Regions from separate parts of the Mus musculus genome. Here region 2 is linked to region 1. The links are chromatin contacts, called in public Hi-C maps. All regions are on one chromosome and are shown on one strand. The core of a region is the stretch at or near the end of the contact, and the rest is flanking DNA. Distances in the headings are between cores, read along the strand shown.

Region 1 (4,779 bases), core at 1,554-4,053:
ACTCTCCATGCCAATGAACAACACCGCCAGTCAATGATGCTGGGAACTCACTATGGACGGTCAACTTGACAGACTAGAGAATCGCCTAGGAGACAAACATCTGGATGAGTCGGTGGAGGAAGTTCTAGATCAGGTTAATTGATATAGGATATCCCACTCCACATGTGAGTGGCACCACTCTGTCCTGAGCTGAATAAGAGAAAGTGCATCTCAGTCCACATCTTTGAAGTGTGAACCAAAATAAACCCTCCCTCCCTCCCTTGCTTCTTGCCTGTCATTTGTCACGAGTTCATTGACAGAGCCCCATCCTAAGGTAAACTGCATCTCATGTTGGGAGTTCTCTGCATTTTTCTCTAAAGCTTTTCTCTAAACCTAAAATTGATGTGAGTTTTAAAATCTATCACACAGAAAACATGAAATTGCAAGGGTCCAACTGTGAGAGGCTGTATGAGGGCCTCAGCAGACCCTGGGAGGGGCGCCCACAGAGGTGTAACGTGAAGCTAACCATCACTTGGCCATAGGCATAGAACCTGCAAGTGGGGGTCATCTCTGCAGGGAAGGGAGGGCCCATTTTCTGATGAGTGTTTGTCCTGCCCAGCACTGCCTCTCCCAGCACCATGACTATGGGTCACTCTTCAGAAGGGTGTGGCTGACAGGAAAGTCAACAAGGCAGGAATGGGTAACCTTGGGAACAATTGAGCTGGCATATGAATAAGAATTATATTTTTGTTTGACAAAGATACCCCTCTTGCTTCATAAAGCAAATTGTGGCAAAGCCAGATGCAGTGTCCTTGGCTGCTGACAGTGTTGACAGCTTGTTATCTGGGCGTGGAAAACTGGAGCCTTCCGCAGAATACAGAAGTTTTCAGGTTTAGCCAAATAGTTCTCAGGCTGGAGAAGTTTGGGAAACCCTGGAGCTCAGTGTCTCTCCATGAACAAAACAGAGTGATTCTTACTACCTATAAAACCCACCAAGGCATACTGAGAGGGAGGTGCAGGCCAAAATCATGGGCAATACAGCAACAGGAGCAAATCTGTGTCCACCTACACACACACACACACACACACACACACACACACACACACACACACACACATCTGCATGCACACACACAGCTTAGTATAGAGAGGTCAGAGGGAATGCCAGTGGCCTTCATCAGGAGACCAGAACCTGTTCATGAGCCAGTCAGCTGGTCAGTCATTGTTAGTCAGCACTCCATGTGATAAAATGCCTGGACTGGTTATTTTTGTCAGCTTGACACAAACTGGAGTCCCCTGGGAAAAGGGAACCTCAATTGAGGAAGTGCCTCCATCAGATTGGCTTGAAAGCATCTCTGTGAGGCATTTTCATGGCTATTATCTGATATAGGAGGACTCAGCCCACTGTGGGCAGTGCCATCCCTAGGAAGATGGGCATGGACAGTATAAGAAAAGTAGAGGAGCAAGGCAGAGAGAGAAAGCCAATGAGCAGCCTTCCTCTATGCTTGAGTTCTTGCCTTGGGTTCCCTCAATAATGGACTATGATGTCTAAGTATAAACAAAATAAATCCTTTCTTCCCCCAACATGCTTTTGGGGGAGACAAAGTAACAGAAAGCAAACAAGTATAATTCCTGAGATAATTTAGAGGGAAAGATTGCTTTGGGCTCAGGATTTCAGTCTGTGGCAGAGAGAGAAGGAGGTGAAAGAGAAAGAAGAAAATGGTTGCATCTCAGGGGTAGGCACACAAGTCACTGGGACCCTGCACCATCTCCACAAGCCTAAAGGATGATTGGCTGTCTGTTCAGAGGGTCAAGGAAAGGAAGCTGTTGAAAGTGTGAGCAGGGGACAAGGGTTTCACCTGCCTGCCCTGCCCATGTCTCAGCAGGGTGGCTTTAGCGGGGCCTCTTGGAAGAAGACTGACAGACATGGGGAGAACAGTGTATCCTGGGCCCAGCCTGAGCAAACACCCTGGAAATTACCTCTTCTGGACACCTGGTGGACATGTAGAGAGAGAGAGAGGTTAAACAGGGGTCAGTCCGGCCAGCCTGGTAGACCTTAACTGCCAAGTAAGGAAGAGAAGTATCGGTGATCAATTGTTTCCGTCTTCCTCACAGAGTGCGCGTATCACCCTGTGCAGAGGAGCCCCACCCAGTGGTACACTCTATCCAAACCCTCAGAGTTTAGGGCTCAGTTGGTGGCCCTGCAAGGAAGCATGAAGCAACTGTCAAGTGAGACCCAAACCAGACCTCAGAAAGTAAGCTGGCCTATGACACACAGCCTCTTGGATCAGACTTCTCCGCTTTGTGACCTTTCTGCTGGGGACAGAGGCTTCTTCAAGGCTAGGCAGCTGGGAGTTCTTAGAAACATAAATTGGCCTGAGCCTCATCTGTAGATTGGGGTAGCAATCATCCATTGCCCATCTTGGGCCTCCAAGAGACAGAGAATGAGGGCCACCTGGGTCGGTGCTCCCCAAAGGTGCCCTCTAGGACCAACCACCTGGCTTGGGAACTGATTGGAAATGCCAACTCTCAGATCCTACTATGGACCCACTCGCTCAGGTGCTCTGGGGAAGGGCCTAGCAACCTGATTTAAAGGAGACCTCCAAGGGCCAACATTGATTGGATTTGCTTGGTGCTGCGGTGTTGGGGAGATGGCTGAGGATGATAATACCCTCCCTAACTGCTTTCCAGCTGTAGTGCTGGGTCCACAGGGGTCCCAGACCTGGGATCTTCCTGTCTTGGGAGTGGCCCTAAGCACCCTGGTTGCACTCTGGAGCCTCAGTTCCCACAGCTTTTAAACAAGGAGCAGCAGGTGATTGGAAGGCTTACACAGAAAGGCCTCACCCTTGAGGCTGGTGCCCTGGTATTGCCTAGTAACAGAACTTAGACTGTGGCAAGGATGCTGATTTTCTTAAGCAAGTGACAAAGGTTTTCCTGTCTCAGAAGTATCAAGACTCTAGCATGAATCTCCATGCCACTGTTATCATCCCTGATATAAGGTTCCAATGACAGACAGGTCAGCTGCCAGAGGGCCTCTGCCCATCAGCTGCAGCTTGCAGAGGCTGAGGATCTCAATGACCCGGATCACAAAGCAGGGGGGTTGTGATGCACATATGGCTGGGCCTGGCAGCCTCGTCCTCCCTGCTTGTGTGCGATATTAACATAATGTCCCTTGCAAAAGCGATTACAGAGTCACAGGGAGCAGAATGTCATTTGGTAGCTACTTCCTGCTTCCACCAGCAATGGTGACTAAACAAGCTAATTAAATCAGCACAAATTTGCACACAAGCTAGGCAGCTGGGCCCAGAGCAAGGTGGCTGCAGCATAATCCTGTACAGTGTGGGGGTGGGGTGGAGACCTGACTAACCACCCCAGGGCCAGGGCACTGCCTGGCAAGTCTGAATAGGGAAGGCTGCTTGCAGTCTTGGGAAGCCAGGGCCTGTGCCCCTGCAGCAGAGCTATCAGGAAACAGCAAAGTGGGCCTGCATGCTCACCTTGATTGTCTTACTGTGGAGTTGGAAAAGGGGTCACCACGTGTATCCCCTGTGGTTTCTGGAGAAGGTAGTGTGGCGGCCCCCTTTATACAAGTATCAGTTCTGTCACATGCTGTAGCTCCTTGACACTTGAGATCTCTTAGTCAACATCCCCGTTGATACGACGGGGTTGGTGTGACAGGGTTGGTGTGTGCGTTTATGCTTGATACTATGGGGAAATTTTACTGAGATGGTAACATAAAGTTAACATCATCATGTGACACGCGACACAGCTGGTGTTCTGTAAACTGGGCTGTCGTTATTTCTATTCTTGTTCATGGAATGCCACGATGGGCCTTCTCTGGATCAGGACCAGGTTCTGAGGATGCAAAGCTCAGGATGTCCCTCTCCTTACCTTCAAGGGGCACATAATAAGATGGGGTGACAGATTGAGTCACCTGCCCCAGGGTGGGGTCTGTGGAAGATGAAGAAGAGAGTGAGGATGTGCAGCCCTGGGGACTCAGGATCCAGTCCCAAAGGGGTTGCTGCTGCAGGATTGCATCCCCACAACAGCCTGGTCCAGAAGCTGGAGACCCCTGAGGGACAACAGGACACCTGCTGCCCAATATAAGCTGGCAGATCTTGGCTCCAAGGCATAGAAGCAGTAGAGGTTGTGGAGGAGGTTCTACAGGGCAAAGAGAAGAGAGGTGGGGGTGGGGGACACAGGGCAGTCTCCAGGACAGAGTGGCAGCTGCCCCTCCAGGGAGACTTCCTAAGCTCTCCTACAACTGTGTGGGAGGGGTCAGACTGGACAGGCAGCTCACACCACCCTGAACAGCTTCCTACAATTGTCATGTGCAATGCTGTCACAATTACAGCACCCTGAAGTGTTGATGACATCATGCTTGTCATTTAAATTCCTCATTGAAAAACAAAACCAAAACCAAAAAACGTACCATGTCCATCATGGTAAGCTAGTGCCTTTGACCATGGGCAGGAATGTGTAGATGAAATGAAAACTAAACCATGTCACATGCTGCCAGCAGAGTGCTGTCACTTCCTGAAGGCTCATAGGAGTGGGGATGGGGTAAGGACCTGGGGAGCTAGAAGACGGGGGAGAGGAGGTTGAAGGAGAAGTTCACCTTCACCCTGTCCCTGGGGACTAACAGCTGGGGAGCTGGGGAGGGACCCTCCCTGGTCACTTCCGTAGCCACTGATAATGGGGCGTGCAATGCCTCCTTCATGCTCCTGTATGTGTGCTGGGGCTTCTGTTCCTGTACCCCACAGGGAACCAATCACCCACCCCCCTATCTCCTTGCTTTGGGAC
Region 2 (4,779 bases), core at 1,097-3,596, 120 kb before region 1:
TGCTTATGGAAGATACAGTGGCTGGTGGCAGCATGGAAGAAGTAGGGGTGTGACCCATATTGTTGACAAGTAAAGGAGGGGAAGAAGGAACATCATATTTAGAGCAGCAATAGCAATGCCAGCCTAGGATCTAGGAGGAACTTACCTTGTCTAGGAGGAAATACCTGAATGGAGAGGCCATGTTGGGAAATGAGAAGGGCTAGCCAAATGAGAAACCTGCCCACATTAACAGAGCTAGTATCACAGGTGCCCAGGGAAGGCTGCCTCCAGAAACTGTACAGCTCATCTGGGAAGGAGAATGTTAATTGAAAGCACCTGCCAGCCTCTGAGAGGACAAAGCCAACCTTTGACAGTACCAACCAATTAAGAGTTTTTCCACCCCCTTTACTTCCTTCCTTACCCCCACATGATTCCTGGAGGGATGAGAAACTAAGTCCCCGAGCTAGTGGAAGAGCAGAAATGCCAGCTCCACAGGTTCTGGCTGGCAGCAGCCCAAGCGGGAAGAAGAAGAAGGAAGAATTACACAATGAACTAGGCAGTGTCTCTGACTTAGAGAGGCCACAGGCCTCTTATTATTGTCATTACTAGAGATCACAGAGTGCATGGATCTGTCTGTAAAACAATCATTCAGGAGCAAGAGACATGTGGTACACCGTGAGCACCTTCAAAGAAAGGTGGGAGAAAGGAGAAGCCCTGCTTGTTCGGTGTCTTCATACAGTATCCAGTACCAGCATGTCCACAGTGTTTTTCTTTTCCCAAGATCACTTGCAGAATGGGTGCAGCTTCAGCCTCCATTTGTTAGGAAGGATTTGAAACTCAACACAGTTGCATTAGCTGTCTCTAGCTGCAGGGTGTCTGAGATGAACCAAGATTGGAAGCAGGCTGTTAGACTCTGGAGCTGGCATCCTTGCTACCTTCCTGTGCCTGTCTTGTGAGGCAGGTCAGACAAGGTATCTGGGGAAAAACACTGAAGTTGTCCCTAGGGCCCCCAAGTGCACTCAGCTAAAAACACTTAGAGTTCACAGAATTCTCTTCAGTTCCTTTGAGAAAGGCATTTCAGTGGGGCATTGCTATGTGGTTTTAAATATCGAGACACCTGAACGCTAGCTTAAGGAGAAAAGAGTATTGAAAGGTGTTTTAGAAGCCTGTCGTGACCTCCATCCTTCTCCTTCTTCTCCTCCTTGTCCCTCAGACGGTTTCCATCTGTTTTACACAGCACGGGCACCCATGGACTCCTGGGTTAAAGGAACCTCAGCTCTCTCTTTAGAGAGCGCTTTGGCCTGAAACATGCAGAAAGAGCACCTGCGAGTGTTAAGCTTTACTTGGGGCACTTGGGCTATAGTAGTGTAGATTTTAAAGGGGAACAAAGAGGAAGAAGAGAAGTCCCAGTTCTGTTGGAGGTATCACTTCCAGTGAGATTATGAATGGTCAGCTGATCTCTATTGCTAATCCAATTGTCATTCCCAGGGGAAGAGTCATGTGGCCCTGGCTAAAAGCCAGTTCCGGGGGAGGAGCCAGATGAGGAATCCAGACTGCCCTGCCTGTCTTGGAAGTCCCTTGGACCAGAAGGCTTCAATACACAGTTGAGCTAGTTTTAACAAAAGTCCAGCCCCGCTATCATGGTACTGCTTTTTTCAAGGTCCCATCGGTGTTCTGTCCCGGGTGCCCTATATTTTTATCCTCATCTTGGTCTCTTTCATATTACGTTTGACCCACAGTTGCTCCATATTCGTGTTGTAACTGACTAAACCACATCTTTTCCAAATACTTTTCGCCTTCTCCACCGGAGTGTCCTGGTTAGCACTAAATGCCAACTTGACAGCCTAGAATCGCCTTAGAAAGGACTTTCAGACAAGCAGTTTTCTTGATCGTGTTGGTCTTTGGGTTTGTCTGTGAAAAATTGTCTTAATAGGTAATGGCTGTAGACTGACCCAGGTCACTGTGGAAGATGCCATTTCCTGGGCAAGTGATTCTGCGATGTCTTAGAAGTCTAGCTAAGCCTGAGCTGGTGAATGAGGCAGCAAGCAATATTCTTCTATCATTTTTGCCTCATGTCCCTGCCCTGTCTGCCTTCAGTGACAGACTGTGACCTAGATGTGGAAGCCACATAAATCCTTCCTCCTGCTGAGTTGCTCTGGCTTGTCACAGCAGCAGGAAGAAAGCTAGGATAGTGACTGAACCTTCTTAAAGGGGAAATGCGGACTCTCCCTGTTCTGCTTCATGCTACAAGCTCAGACAGAGCCAGGAGTAACAGAACACTGAAAGGGTGACTGTACTACAACTGCTGTTCTCTGGGTGGGCTCCTCTAAGGCAGGGATGCTGCTTGTACAGCTGGGTCTAGCCATGGGAGCCTGAATGGCCCTTGTCAGAGCACCCATCTTCCTTGCTCTGCAGGCTGGGGACACCATGGCCTGGATAGTTAGGGCTCTCTCATGTCTCCATTTGGTGGCTGTTGTGATCAGCTTTGCTGGTGTCAACTGTCACTTTTCAGCTGGTAAAGCTCTAGACATCCCTGTGCTCCTGCTATTTCTCCATCTTTCGTTTTAATGTGAGCCATTGCACATTCCATACTAGAGCAGATTACATCAGATGCTGCACTTGCCAGCCTCAGCACTAAGCTGTGCTTCTCACTGTCACAGCAGAAAGCCAACCTGGTTTATGGTAGTTTATACTACAGAGACAACTTCCGAGGATCCCTGAAGTGGAGGGGCCTGGTGGGTTCTGTCTTTTCCTGGTAGTTAAAAGCATGGTAGCCTGGGTCAAGAGACTAGGCTGCAGTTCCACTGGAGGCCCTTTCTCTGCATGGTCCTATGCACGAAACTTAACCCTTGGGTTCTCAGGTTCTCTGTGGAATCATTTTGACCTGAAATCAGGACACTGCATATGAAGTGCTTATCGTGGTTCCTGGTACATGGTAATGACCTAATACCCAGCAGCCATTGCTAATATATAGTTTACACTCTGATGCTTGAGTTTGGTCACATAACATCTCCTCAGTAACAGCCTGTAGGAACCAAGCTTCATCAGAAAGTTGCAAAGTTGTGGCAGTCTCCTATGTTTCCAGGACTGTCATAGGGATGAACTGGAACAATGGGTATACTCACCCATATGCATCGGCGCCTCTCAAATCTTACCCATTGATTCTTCTTAGCAAATCTAAGGATAGGTAATATATGCAATTTTACACACAAGGAAATAGAGGCATTAATAGGTAGGTTAAGAAACTGGCTCAACCCAAAAGTTAGTAAGTGGATAATTAGACTCCTTACCATGCCAATGACCACTGTCTTCTCTATGGTTTGAGGTGCTTGGCACGAGTAGGAGATTTTTAAAAAATAAGAATGACATTTCTACACATTGCTGAAGTATAAACAAAAAAAGAGGCTACAGAGCCTAACAGCTATTTAGAGCAGCATCCATGGAGTCCTTGGGAAATGAAACCAGGCAACTATGGAAGAAGAAAGGATCCAAACTCCTTAGTGAGTGCTGGCTGTTCCCCTGGGAGCTTAGCGGGTATGATGCTATGGAGTCCTGTGAAACACCATGAGTGACAGGTCATGGTCCATGTGAACTCTATCCCCACATACCTCTGAAGTTCTTGGTCTGAGAACAGACCTGAGAGCTTTTCCTAAGAGGTGGGAAGAAAAACAACTCCAATTGTCAGCCCCAGCTGACCAGCACACAGGATGTGTGAAGATTTGAATGGCCAAATTTCCAGGCTTATTTTCCACCAGTCCAGCAAAAATATATGCACAAGGCATAGCAGCCTCTAGGCCAGATACCTAGAGGTGTCCGTCAGTGGCCTGGAGGAAACAGATGGCACCATTCAAATTAAACAAAATGTGAGGAGAGTTTAATAAAGAAGAGGTCTGTTCTCAGACCAAGAACTTCAGAAGTATGTGGGGATAGAGTTTACATGGACCATGGGAACTGTGCGCCTGTCACACACGTGGGGACAGAGTTCACGTGGACCAAAGGTGAGGGGAGACCCATGAGACAGGGTACAATTCCCTGGGGCTGGTCATCTCCCCTGGGCCTTTGGGTCCAGGGATAGAGAGCACCCTGGAGGCAGCCACCTGGCAGGAAGTAGGGCTTTTGTCAGAGGGACCCACACCACACATTGTGGACTTGTACGTGAGAAGATGGGGGTGTAAATATCCCAGCCATCCTCATTTCATCAGAGTTCTCAATCCTGTTTTCTTCACCAGGACCTACAGGGGAAGTCGCAGTCTCCCAAGGCACAGGAAGACAGAGCGCACAGGCTGCAAGGGTCTGGGTACAATTCCCGAGGGGAAGTCTCAGGAACATTGGTACCCAGGAAAGCTATTGTTACTTTGAAACTGAAAATTTCCAGGCAAAGCGTAAGTTTGGGGTCCCAGAGATAATAGTCTGATTCTTGTATTGTGAAGAAAGGGAACTAAGGCATGCCTGACATTGCCTTCTGTCCCTTACATATCATATGAGAGTCTCTTAACCCACTCAAAGTGAGTTGGGTCTGAAAATGGCCATGCTCTTGATGGGCCACGCAAGAGATAGCCCAAGAGGATTGCTAGTCCCTTATGTCCCTCACAATCAGCTCGTCTTCATGGATTTGTTTGTGTTCGTTTCATATGCACAAATAAAGCATGTGATATTCCTTAGTTTATTTGGGAGAGCCCTCCCCCGTACCAAGGTCTGCACATGCTCCAGTCCCTTACATAAAACAATGCAGTACCTACATATAACCACATATTTGTGCCTGTGTACATGTCTAGATTATCTCAGCACCTCATGCAATGT

The links. Hi-C and Micro-C count contacts between places; a contact is called where the count stands out from the background.
Region 2: a Hi-C map of bone marrow-derived macrophages shows a contact between it and region 1, with 39 read pairs. The contact joins two enhancer-like sites. A contact is called at or near these places in 5 of 39 promoter capture datasets (3T3-L1-derived adipocytes, the HPC-7 cell line, hippocampal neurons and 1 more), 5 of 484 Hi-C or Micro-C datasets (LSK cells, bone marrow-derived macrophages, granulocyte-monocyte progenitors and 2 more), 8 of 115 datasets of contacts at active chromatin or transcription factors (astrocytes, bone marrow-derived macrophages, embryonic basal ganglia and 4 more) and 3 of 9 other capture datasets (bone marrow-derived macrophages, embryonic stem cells and macrophages).

What each region holds. Positions count from the first base shown.
Region 1 is chr11:31,732,740-31,737,518 of GRCm38.p6, reverse strand. No RefSeq gene overlaps it. Among named protein-coding and RNA genes, the nearest start is that of Gm35131, 8.1 kb to the right of the region's middle. Within about 2 kb of position 2,803, at least 72 of the 459 cell types and tissues checked have an H3K27ac peak or open chromatin away from gene starts, as enhancers often do. A contact at or near this core is called in bone marrow-derived macrophages and macrophages, where this site is marked.
Region 2 is chr11:31,847,923-31,852,701 of GRCm38.p6, reverse strand. No RefSeq gene overlaps it. Among named protein-coding and RNA genes, the nearest start is that of Gm39675, 13 kb to the right of the region's middle. Within about 2 kb of position 2,346, at least 36 of the 459 cell types and tissues checked have an H3K27ac peak or open chromatin away from gene starts, as enhancers often do. A contact at or near this core is called in bone marrow-derived macrophages and macrophages, where this site is marked.